Regions from separate parts of the Rattus norvegicus genome. Here regions 1 and 2 are each linked to region 3. A link is a contact called in public Hi-C data. All regions are on one chromosome and are shown on one strand. The core of a region is the stretch at or near the end of the contact, and the rest is flanking DNA. Distances in the headings are between cores, read along the strand shown. Region 1 has its middle 500 kb from the start of Ets1. Region 2 has its middle 23 kb from the start of Kcnj1. Region 3 has its middle 230 kb from the start of Ets1.

What was found. Hi-C and Micro-C count contacts between places; a contact is called where the count stands out from the background.
Region 1: a contact with region 3 is called in a Hi-C map of Schwann cells, with 9 times the contacts expected there. The contact joins two enhancer-like sites. A contact is called at or near these places in 5 of 12 Hi-C or Micro-C datasets (the A7r5 cell line, the Rat2 cell line, Schwann cells and 2 more).
Region 2: a contact with region 3 is called in a Hi-C map of the A7r5 cell line, with 6 times the contacts expected there. The contact joins two enhancer-like sites. A contact is called at or near these places in 8 of 12 Hi-C or Micro-C datasets (the A7r5 cell line, the Rat2 cell line, Schwann cells and 5 more) and 1 of 1 datasets of contacts at active chromatin or transcription factors (oligodendrocytes).

The regions. Positions count from the first base shown.
Region 1 is chr8:39,864,738-39,867,671 of GRCr8, forward strand. No RefSeq gene overlaps it. Among named protein-coding and RNA genes, the nearest start is that of Ets1, 500 kb to the left of the region's middle. Within about 2 kb of position 1,629, at least 9 of the 93 cell types and tissues checked have an H3K27ac peak or open chromatin away from gene starts, as enhancers often do. A contact at or near this core is called in the A7r5 cell line and Schwann cells, where this site is marked.
Region 2 is chr8:39,083,515-39,086,334 of GRCr8, forward strand. No RefSeq gene overlaps it. Among named protein-coding and RNA genes, the nearest start is that of Kcnj1, 23 kb to the left of the region's middle. Within about 2 kb of position 1,382, at least 2 of the 93 cell types and tissues checked have an H3K27ac peak or open chromatin away from gene starts, as enhancers often do. A contact at or near this core is called in the A7r5 cell line, where this site is marked.
Region 3 is chr8:39,591,789-39,594,684 of GRCr8, forward strand. No RefSeq gene overlaps it. Among named protein-coding and RNA genes, the nearest start is that of Ets1, 230 kb to the left of the region's middle. Within about 2 kb of position 1,508, at least 29 of the 93 cell types and tissues checked have an H3K27ac peak or open chromatin away from gene starts, as enhancers often do. A contact at or near this core is called in the A7r5 cell line and Schwann cells, where this site is marked.

The sequences.
Region 1 (2,934 bases), core at 379-2,878, 270 kb after region 3:
CACTTAAAGTTCACTTCCTCCGTAATTCCCTCATGGGAAATGGTGAATCTGACATTTATCTCTTGATTTGAAAAGTGGGTGTGACTCAAAGCTATTCTCACTGGAAATGGGCAGCCCAGAGTTGGCCTTTCTGCAACATTTCTAACTTCAGTGTTGATCAGCAGTCGTGTACCTAAGTTGAATGAATTTCTTGTCTTGGAAGCTCCTGCTACTTATCTAGCTTCACATTTTAAACCTAGACACTTTATAGCAAGGAAGTTATTCAGATGTTTTGAAATCTTAGCCTCCTATTGAAAACTCTTAAAACAACATGTTATTTCAACACATGCTCTTCCAGAGCCAGTTGTTTGAGATTCTTGGATTCTCAACCCATCGCACAGGTCAATGTCTATTCTGTATGTTGTCTGGGTATTTGGATTTCTACCCATCAGAAGGAAGAAACCCTGGTTTTACCCTGCACACAAAAGAAGTCCTTACTTATTGTATGTAAGGGAGGTGTATGTGTAATCTTGCTTTCCTTCCTTCTCCTCCCTCGCCTTCCTTCTCCTTCTTTTCCTCTGCATAGTTGGCATGTCATGAAGCGAAAATTCAAATGGCAATAATTGCCTGGTGGTCATAAAAATCTCAACTATCAACCAAAGCTGCTCATAAATAACACAGAAATGATCACTGTGTAACCCCTGCATTTTGCTAGTTTCACTCATTGTCTCCTTATCATAAGTGTCACTAATATTGTTTTGTACTAGCTCTATCTAGATTATGAAGTTACTCAGGCAAAGCAAAGCAATTAAGCAAGGGAAAGCTAACGGTCACAATTGTAGCTATTGTGGAAGAGCTGCAGATAGATGAATGGTAATTCCTGACATAATAGGCCTAGTAGGGAAAACTGGCATCTAATTACTGAGTCAAACAGAGCACACTGTGATGGACAGTATGGCATATACCAAGCAATACGGAAGGAGAAGACACAGATTTAACAACTGCTAATAAGCATCTGAATGAGAGAGATCCATAAAATATTACCTAGAAATTGTTCTTTATAAAATCCTCTCTCACAATTTCCCCTCTTGGTCCCATAAAAACAAACCACGCATGACCCATTTTTAGTGCCCTCTCTGTCACAACCCACATTCAAAGCTCCACAAATTATAATCTGCGCATTAAAATTGCTCTTCTAAGTGTCTGTCTCAAATACCTACGCCCGGAAAGATGGCCTCCTTGCAGTACAGTACTGCAGAGCATTGCCAGTGTGGTTAGCAGAATGTAGGTTAGGCCAGGAAGCCTTTGTGAAAGAGCAGTTGTTGGTGGTTTGGCTCAGAGAGCGTAAGTCTTTCCAAGGGTGTCTTTACTGCTAACTTAGAAGTGATGGATAGAGGCCACAGGCTGTTTTGGACTCAGGTCTTAGAAAAAATTCAAGAAAAATGACATTATTGTATTTGAGGACTATCCTGGAAAGTCCCTCCATACTCAGGCACAGGGCACAGGCCCTGCTTGGGTCAACTCTTGAGAAGAGGGGTTTTTAAAGTTCACACACCCTTGTAATTGGCTTCCTAAGAATGTACATAAACAGGACAGTCTGAGATATTAAAATTCCCCCACACACCCCACCTCCCACTGAAAACCACAGAATGGGCCACCCATTCCCTGACTCACTGTTTGGCACTGATAAAGCCCCTACTTACCACAGGCCCCAAACACTAGGAAAGATGAGAATTCTTTCCTAAAGTCCCTAAAGAACGTGCCAAAAGATTCTTTGACTTATTTCTTCATCTCTCCCTCTAAACGGAGGCACAGTATCCATCACATTTCAGAGAAGTTCTGCGTTATAAAGAGGCAAACAATGAGTTTCAGACCCTTGGCAGGCTCTCCTGTTCACACCAGCAAGAACAACGTACAGATTCAACCTGGCACCTTGAATCAGTGTATGTCGGACTAAATGTTCAAATAATTTTCTTCTCAACCATCTTTGCTCCAGAGCATCTGTGGAGCACTGTGGAGCACTGTGGAGCACTATTTTGAGCCTCAGCCATTACAGAAGTCAATGGAGATTCAAAGATGCTTGATATGTGTCCCTCAACCCCCAACCCCAAGGAGATGAATGAACCTAGGCAGCAAGAGTGACTTGTGGGGGAGGGAGTAGAAGAGAAGCCGTGCCCAGGGCACAGAGGTAGTAGCCAGAGTCTGGGCAGACCCCACTGCGAATATTTTGGGGTAGAGGAAAAAGCATTGAGGTAGTTATAAACACAAATTGAATAATCTTTTCAATTCATCTACAGGAGAAAATATGGCCCAGAAAGGTGCTGTGATTTACCTTATATTAAACAGTTGCAAGTAAATAACCTTACTGTCAGAACAAGTAGAAGGGGGGAATTGGTGAACAAGGCAGTGGAGAACCTGGGCTCGGCTAGAAATACCCAAACCAGCTGAAAGAGCTCACGTTTGAGGGAGGATTTTGGTGCTCTTTAAAGAATCACACAAACTGCCTTGATGGACTCTTCTGGAATACACTAGAGTAAGCTATTCCAAGAAGACACTACAAAGGGACAGAAAAGTGGGTGAAGACTTTACAAAAAAAGTTCTATAGAACAATGAATATCTAAAGTAATTTTTATTCTTTTGATTTGTAGCCTCTTGCATTGAATTCCTTTTCATGTCTACCCTGGCTCTCGTTTTTTTTTTTAAAAAGACCTAGTCAGTGAAATAACATCTTAAGGATTCACTGAATGACCCATGGTATTATGGCCAGGGATTCAATCACAGCACATTCGTTGATGAATTATTGTATGAGTAGTATCCTGCTAAGGCCTGCACTGTACAAAATGCCCCTAAGTTACAGCTGGATCCTACATATATATGGATAAATGAAATAAAAGAAAGACAGTGAAATGGGTTCTTCAAGGTTTAAGGCATTTGCATGTGCTCTCTGCGAATGCT
Region 2 (2,820 bases), core at 132-2,631, 510 kb before region 3:
TAACTCTATATTATATCAGGGGGACCAGAGCCACATTTCAAGTTTTTAATGATCAAAGGAAGCACCAGTCTACTAAGACTTCATGTAATATTTTGAAGTTCAGTATCTTTTTTTAAACGGGGAACACTTACACGATCTTACATCACTTCTTTGATAGCCTTGAACGATGGTACACAACAGTCCTTGCTTTACCCCTGAGGAAGTGAACCTGAGACAGGAGTTCATAACTCGGGGAGGGACAGCTGGATTCACAACCCAGTCTTGCTGACTATGGATCCTTTCTTCTGCTTCACTCCACATTTACAATTGACCACTTGCTGGGATCCAGAGTCACCACAGTGGCAAACAAGAGACGTATGTCCCACCTCCCATGAGGCCTCTGAGGAACTGTAGGTCCGTGATAGTGTTGGACACAAGGTTATCAAGGCAGAGAATCCCACCTGCCAACTTCTTAGCCAATTTAACGATCTATTCAGTATTTCTGACAAAGCCCATTTCTAGCTTCCCTTTAGGCCGTTCTCTTAGTTAAAGCCCCTGAAGCCTCTTTCATGCTCTACTGACCTGAGGTGACCACACGGAACCAGTGAAGGACAAGAACCCACACAGGGCACTACAGAAATATGAATATCCTCTGGAAAACTCGATCTACACTCTCTTTTCACTCACTTGAAAAAAAAAACACCCACCTTCCTGACCATAAATTAAAAGTCTACATTAAGTGCCTAGACAGAGTGGTTATCAACTAGTACAGTTTTAATAACGTCCCTTAAGAAATCTAGCAGGTGACAATGTCTACACACACACACACACACACACACACACACACACGCTTCCTGTGTAGCATTTTGCAGTGGACCTCCATGTTGTTCTTTGCTGCTTCACAGGATCATTGGCAGGAGATGTTACTCAGCTCCCTGGTCAGTAGGTATTAATAATTTGCCTGCTAGATGAAAGTATTTAAAATTTGAGCGCAGGGTTGCTGGGATTATATCCACACTCGTTTAATCTCCCCAAATTATCTCTCTCTTCCAGCTAAGAAAACACATGCATTAACTGGGTTAAAAAACCCAGAAGGTTAATCTAGCAATTGTAGGTAAGTGAGCGCTCTCACTGGAAATGTGTTTTCCCCTAGAGCTTTTAAGCTAAGTGTAAATTGACTATGTGCTTAGGAATTTGCCAGCTCAGACAGACTGCAACGATTAGACAGGAGGCCAAGTAGGAGTGAAAGAGGGAGACAGACCCCAGACGTGAGCCCCCATTTCTTTCAAAAACTTCCCTTCATATTCCTTCTCAATTGGCTGAGACCCTGGAGGTTTGCCTGGCTGAACCACTTCCTCTCCGAAGAGGCCGTCCTCCCAGGGAACCTGGGATTTGTAGTATTCAAACCAGCTGACCTTTCTTAATCCTTTGGGGGTGGAGGATATGGCTGAAGGCACGCAGTATCCTTTTCAGCGGCCTTCTAGTGATGAAATGCTCAGTGTGTGTTTTCACAAACCACAGAGGCCTTCTTGAATAAAAGTGAAGCCTCTGTGCTCACCAGAACCTGACTCCTGCCCCTCTCTAGTCTAAGCCCTCGCCCCTGGTCTCTGCGGACACTCCATCTCCTCTTTGCTACCTCCTGAGTTCTAGATGCAAGCCCCCTCTCCGGATGACATAAAGGAACCTCTGTGAAGAGTCAGACCACAGGAAGGTGCAGGATGCCGGCTGGCAGCAGACGCCATGCTCACAGACCGTGTCCCCAAGCACATTCTTCCGAAGTTTACTTTCCCAGCAGTTTTCAAAGCGACGTGTTTGCATGGTGGTTATTAGTAAAGAAACACAAGGGAAAGTGGTATGTGACAGCAACTCCTCAGGGTCCAAGCTTTCTCGTAGAAAGCAGGCTGAAGATGTGATGGTTCAGCTGTCGAGGGCACGTCCTACACAGGGGCGGGGTTCACTTCTCAGTACCCACATGGTGACTCATGATCAGTAACTCCAGTAACGAGCATCTAACTCTCCTCTTCTGACCTCCTTTAGCACCAGGCACTCAACATTGTACACATACTTACATGCATGTACACCTATGTACAGAAAATAAAGTAAGACAAGAAAATCTAAAAATAACTTTTAAAAAAAATCTATATTTGTACCTTGCAATTTGAAGGGTATTGGTTTCAGGAAGTCACGGGATACCCAACCCCCTGGATGCTCAAGTCCCTTATGTACAATGGCGTGGTGCTTCTACGTAATTTATGCATTATATATTTAAATCACTCTAAGTTATTTCTATTGAGCAATGCAATGTAAAGGCTGTGGAAATTATTGTTACACTACATTATTTAGGGGATAAGGGAATATTATATGTATAAATAATGCTTTATATATGTTTATAAATATTATATATCATAATGAAGTTATATTTAGGGGTAATAAATGTCCACAGGTTGAACGCAGACGCAATTTTTAAAAGTGATTTTTTGACTCACAGTGGTTTTTAAAATATCCACAAATAATACCTTGCTCTCTGGTTGTGCTTTTCTTAGGATTAGTGGATATTCCTTTCTTCCCTGGTATTCTGGATCCTTTTCTCTCACTTGGTTTTGACTGCAAATATTCTGTTTATGAAACCACACTTCATTCATTTACGATGGGCAGAACTCATGTGTTGGGCTCACTCCCCAGGTGCATGAAGATATTATTGATTAGAAAAAGCTATGATCACTTTAAATGTCCTTAAACTTCTAGTGTTTTTTGACTTCTGAAAATGTTTCAAAGCAACAGATATTGAAAATACAACTTCCTTTGGGTATTGACAATATTTTGACACCAAGGAATTTAAAT
Region 3 (2,896 bases), core at 258-2,757:
GTAGTGTCTTTCTTGGGAGGATGGCTGGAGACTGGAATAGCTCTGGGCCTGACCTGGAGTCTGTTTCAGGCAGGTAGTTGAACTCCTTCAGCTTTGTGTGACCGCTGTGTACCCAAGACTTAAATGCTGAAGCCTGACACACACATGCTCCTAGAGGCCTCCTCAAGACATTGAAGGACGCTAAATTTAACTCTTTAACATCCGCCAAATCTGGTAACAGAAGAAAACGGGAGGCAAGGCTGGGTCTCTGCTTTGTACGGTTTGGAGACATCCAAAATAAGAATGCCCAAAGTATTCCCCACCCCATACACACCCCAAAGGGCCAGAACACTAGAGGAGTTCTCTACTTTTGGCCTTTGGGGGATTTTTAGGGCAAATCCAAACAAAACCAAAAGGGCTCCAAACTTAGTGGTACTATTCTCCTAGGAATTGGAAATGTGACCAGAGACAAAACCAGAAGAGAGAAAATGGGTGGAATCCCCAACCTGGCTTTGTCTCCTCCCATCTTGGACCGTATCTGGAATTCTCTCTAACGCCCATGCCACTCTCGAAACACTGAGTGGTTGGAAGACCAGCAGAGGTGCGTAAAAACCTCCTTCATGTGCCACTGTATCATTTAGAGGTGACACTCACCGGGGTCCTGTGCAGCACCATTGTGCTCTGTGTGGTTTGTGTGTGGTGGGGAAGTCAGGTCTAGGAGCTGCATGGCGTTCACCTCGGGGCTCCAAGCTCACAGCCAACATTTTGCTTCCTCAAGGGCCAGTGAGAATAGCCTGTTTGAACCCCAAAGGCACACTCTCAATCTAGGGCACGACCCCTTTTGGTGCTCTTGGCTACAGTTCTTGTCCTACCCCCAGCCTGCAGGGTTCTGCTGAAGCAGAACCGTGCACTTCCGGACCCCACACTCTACTTGCGTGCTTCCCAGCCCACTAGAGAGATTTTTCAGAAAACTATTTTTAGAAATAGTAACCTCAGAGTAAGAAAGGCACGGCACTCCAGATTGGGCGTTTTTCTGGGCCAAGCAAGCTAAGGAGCAGTTGTTTAAAGAGAAAGGTGTAACAGCAGCCCTTGCTGTTCAGCTGGGGGATCGTCTGCAGATTCCTGGGTTTGACTCCCTCTAGCGTCTCGATTAGGAAGACAAGTCTAAAGCCAGGCTTAGGAGACTTGTGGGGAACTGGGACACAAAGTATTTTTCTTTGTTTTGTTCCTAGTTCCTCCTCTGCTCTCCATTCTCTCTTTTGTGACAGACTTCCCAGCACGAGAAGAAAATGAAGATTAAATATTAAATTTACGAATAGCAGAGCGATTTATTTGCATCTTTTTTCTTATTCCTGGAAGGATCAGTGATTAAGCAGAAGTTTATCTCAAGAATGAGGCTATAATGTAACTTCTGGATATCTCTGTTTACATAAAGTCTATTCCCTGAAGAGAATCTGCATGCGCGCTGTTAGGGAACACTGTGTACTGTGCACCTCGTCACAGAATTAGGGTCAGCCGTACTGCTGCTTTTGGAGAGGACAGATTAAGAGGAGGGGCTTGTGGGTGCAGTGGCAAGGCAGCATGAGACTTCATAAATGTAAGGGACACAGGCACATAGGACTAGAAGCACAAAGCAGTGTGTCTGTCTTTGAAAGTTGGAATCATTGGTTGTTTTATCGTATTTCCCTATGAATTTGATGAGCCTTCTTCACGAAGGAAACAGAAGAAAAAACTAAATGAACTTTTCTAGGTCTCTGAATGTGAGGATTCTAAAACTGAGTGCCGTGCGATTTCCCGATGGAAAGGAAGCTCTAATTGAAGGAATCTTCATTGGCCAGGAGAGCTCAGTCCTCCAGTTGGAACGTTTATCAGCGTGGAAAAGAGGTGGCAGACAATTATCTGGTTAGGTTATAGATGGCTGGATTTCTCCTATAACCTGGCTGTGGCTTACTAACGTCTGAGCTACAGAGTAAACCCAAGTGACTGTGGGTGACAGGACGGGAAACGTGTGCAGTGCACACTTAAGACATGCTCGTACCTCCCGGCCTGTTTTGAGTCAGACTTTGTGAATTATAGAACAGCAGCCATTCATTCAACAGAAAGCATTCCATTCACAAACACTGCAGCTAAGCTCACAATGGTTCATTATGAGTTCTTTTGCTGAAGGGCTACTTGCCTTTCCAGGGCAACAGCCTCTTCTTTGACTGCCTTTCTCTCAGCTCCCATTTACCATTTTCACATCATTCTCTTTAGAACTTATCTGATGTCTAGCAGCCCCTGGTGGGCAGACTGGAATGCTCCCACCACCCTTAACATACTCACACTGAGCCTGTAAACATCAAACGATGATTTAATCCACTAAGGTAGATTTTCCAGAATGTATCGGTTTCTTTGCCTTTGCTACCATGGAAAACAAAGGCATGGGTGTTGGGCTCAGAAGATGGCGCAGTGTATAAAGTGCCTGTCTTACATATTCAGGATCCATGCTCAGTCTCCAGACCCAAGAAAAACAGAACAAACAAACAAACAAACAAACAAACAAAAAACAAGTGCATGCTGTGTTCGATTGAAGACCCTGAACAGTGGTTTTGAAGATCGTTTTAAGTGTGAAGAAAGCCTGTGAGGCTTTAAGACTCTAGATGTCAGGTTGCAGTATTGGTGGCAAATGCCTTCCTTGTTCAATATACAGGAGGCTCTCATAGGTGAGGGCAGGGCAGGGCATTAGTTGAGGAGGAGACAAAATTATTGAGCTGAAATGGCAAGGAACTGAATTGTTTTTTTTTCTTTCTTTTCTGTCTTTTTTAAAAAAAGTTGTCATCGGTTCTTTGTGAGTTTCCCATCATGCACCCCAGTTCTGCTCATCTCCTGTCCCCTCATAACCCCACCTTTCACCCTGTAACCTTCCCCCAAATAAAAA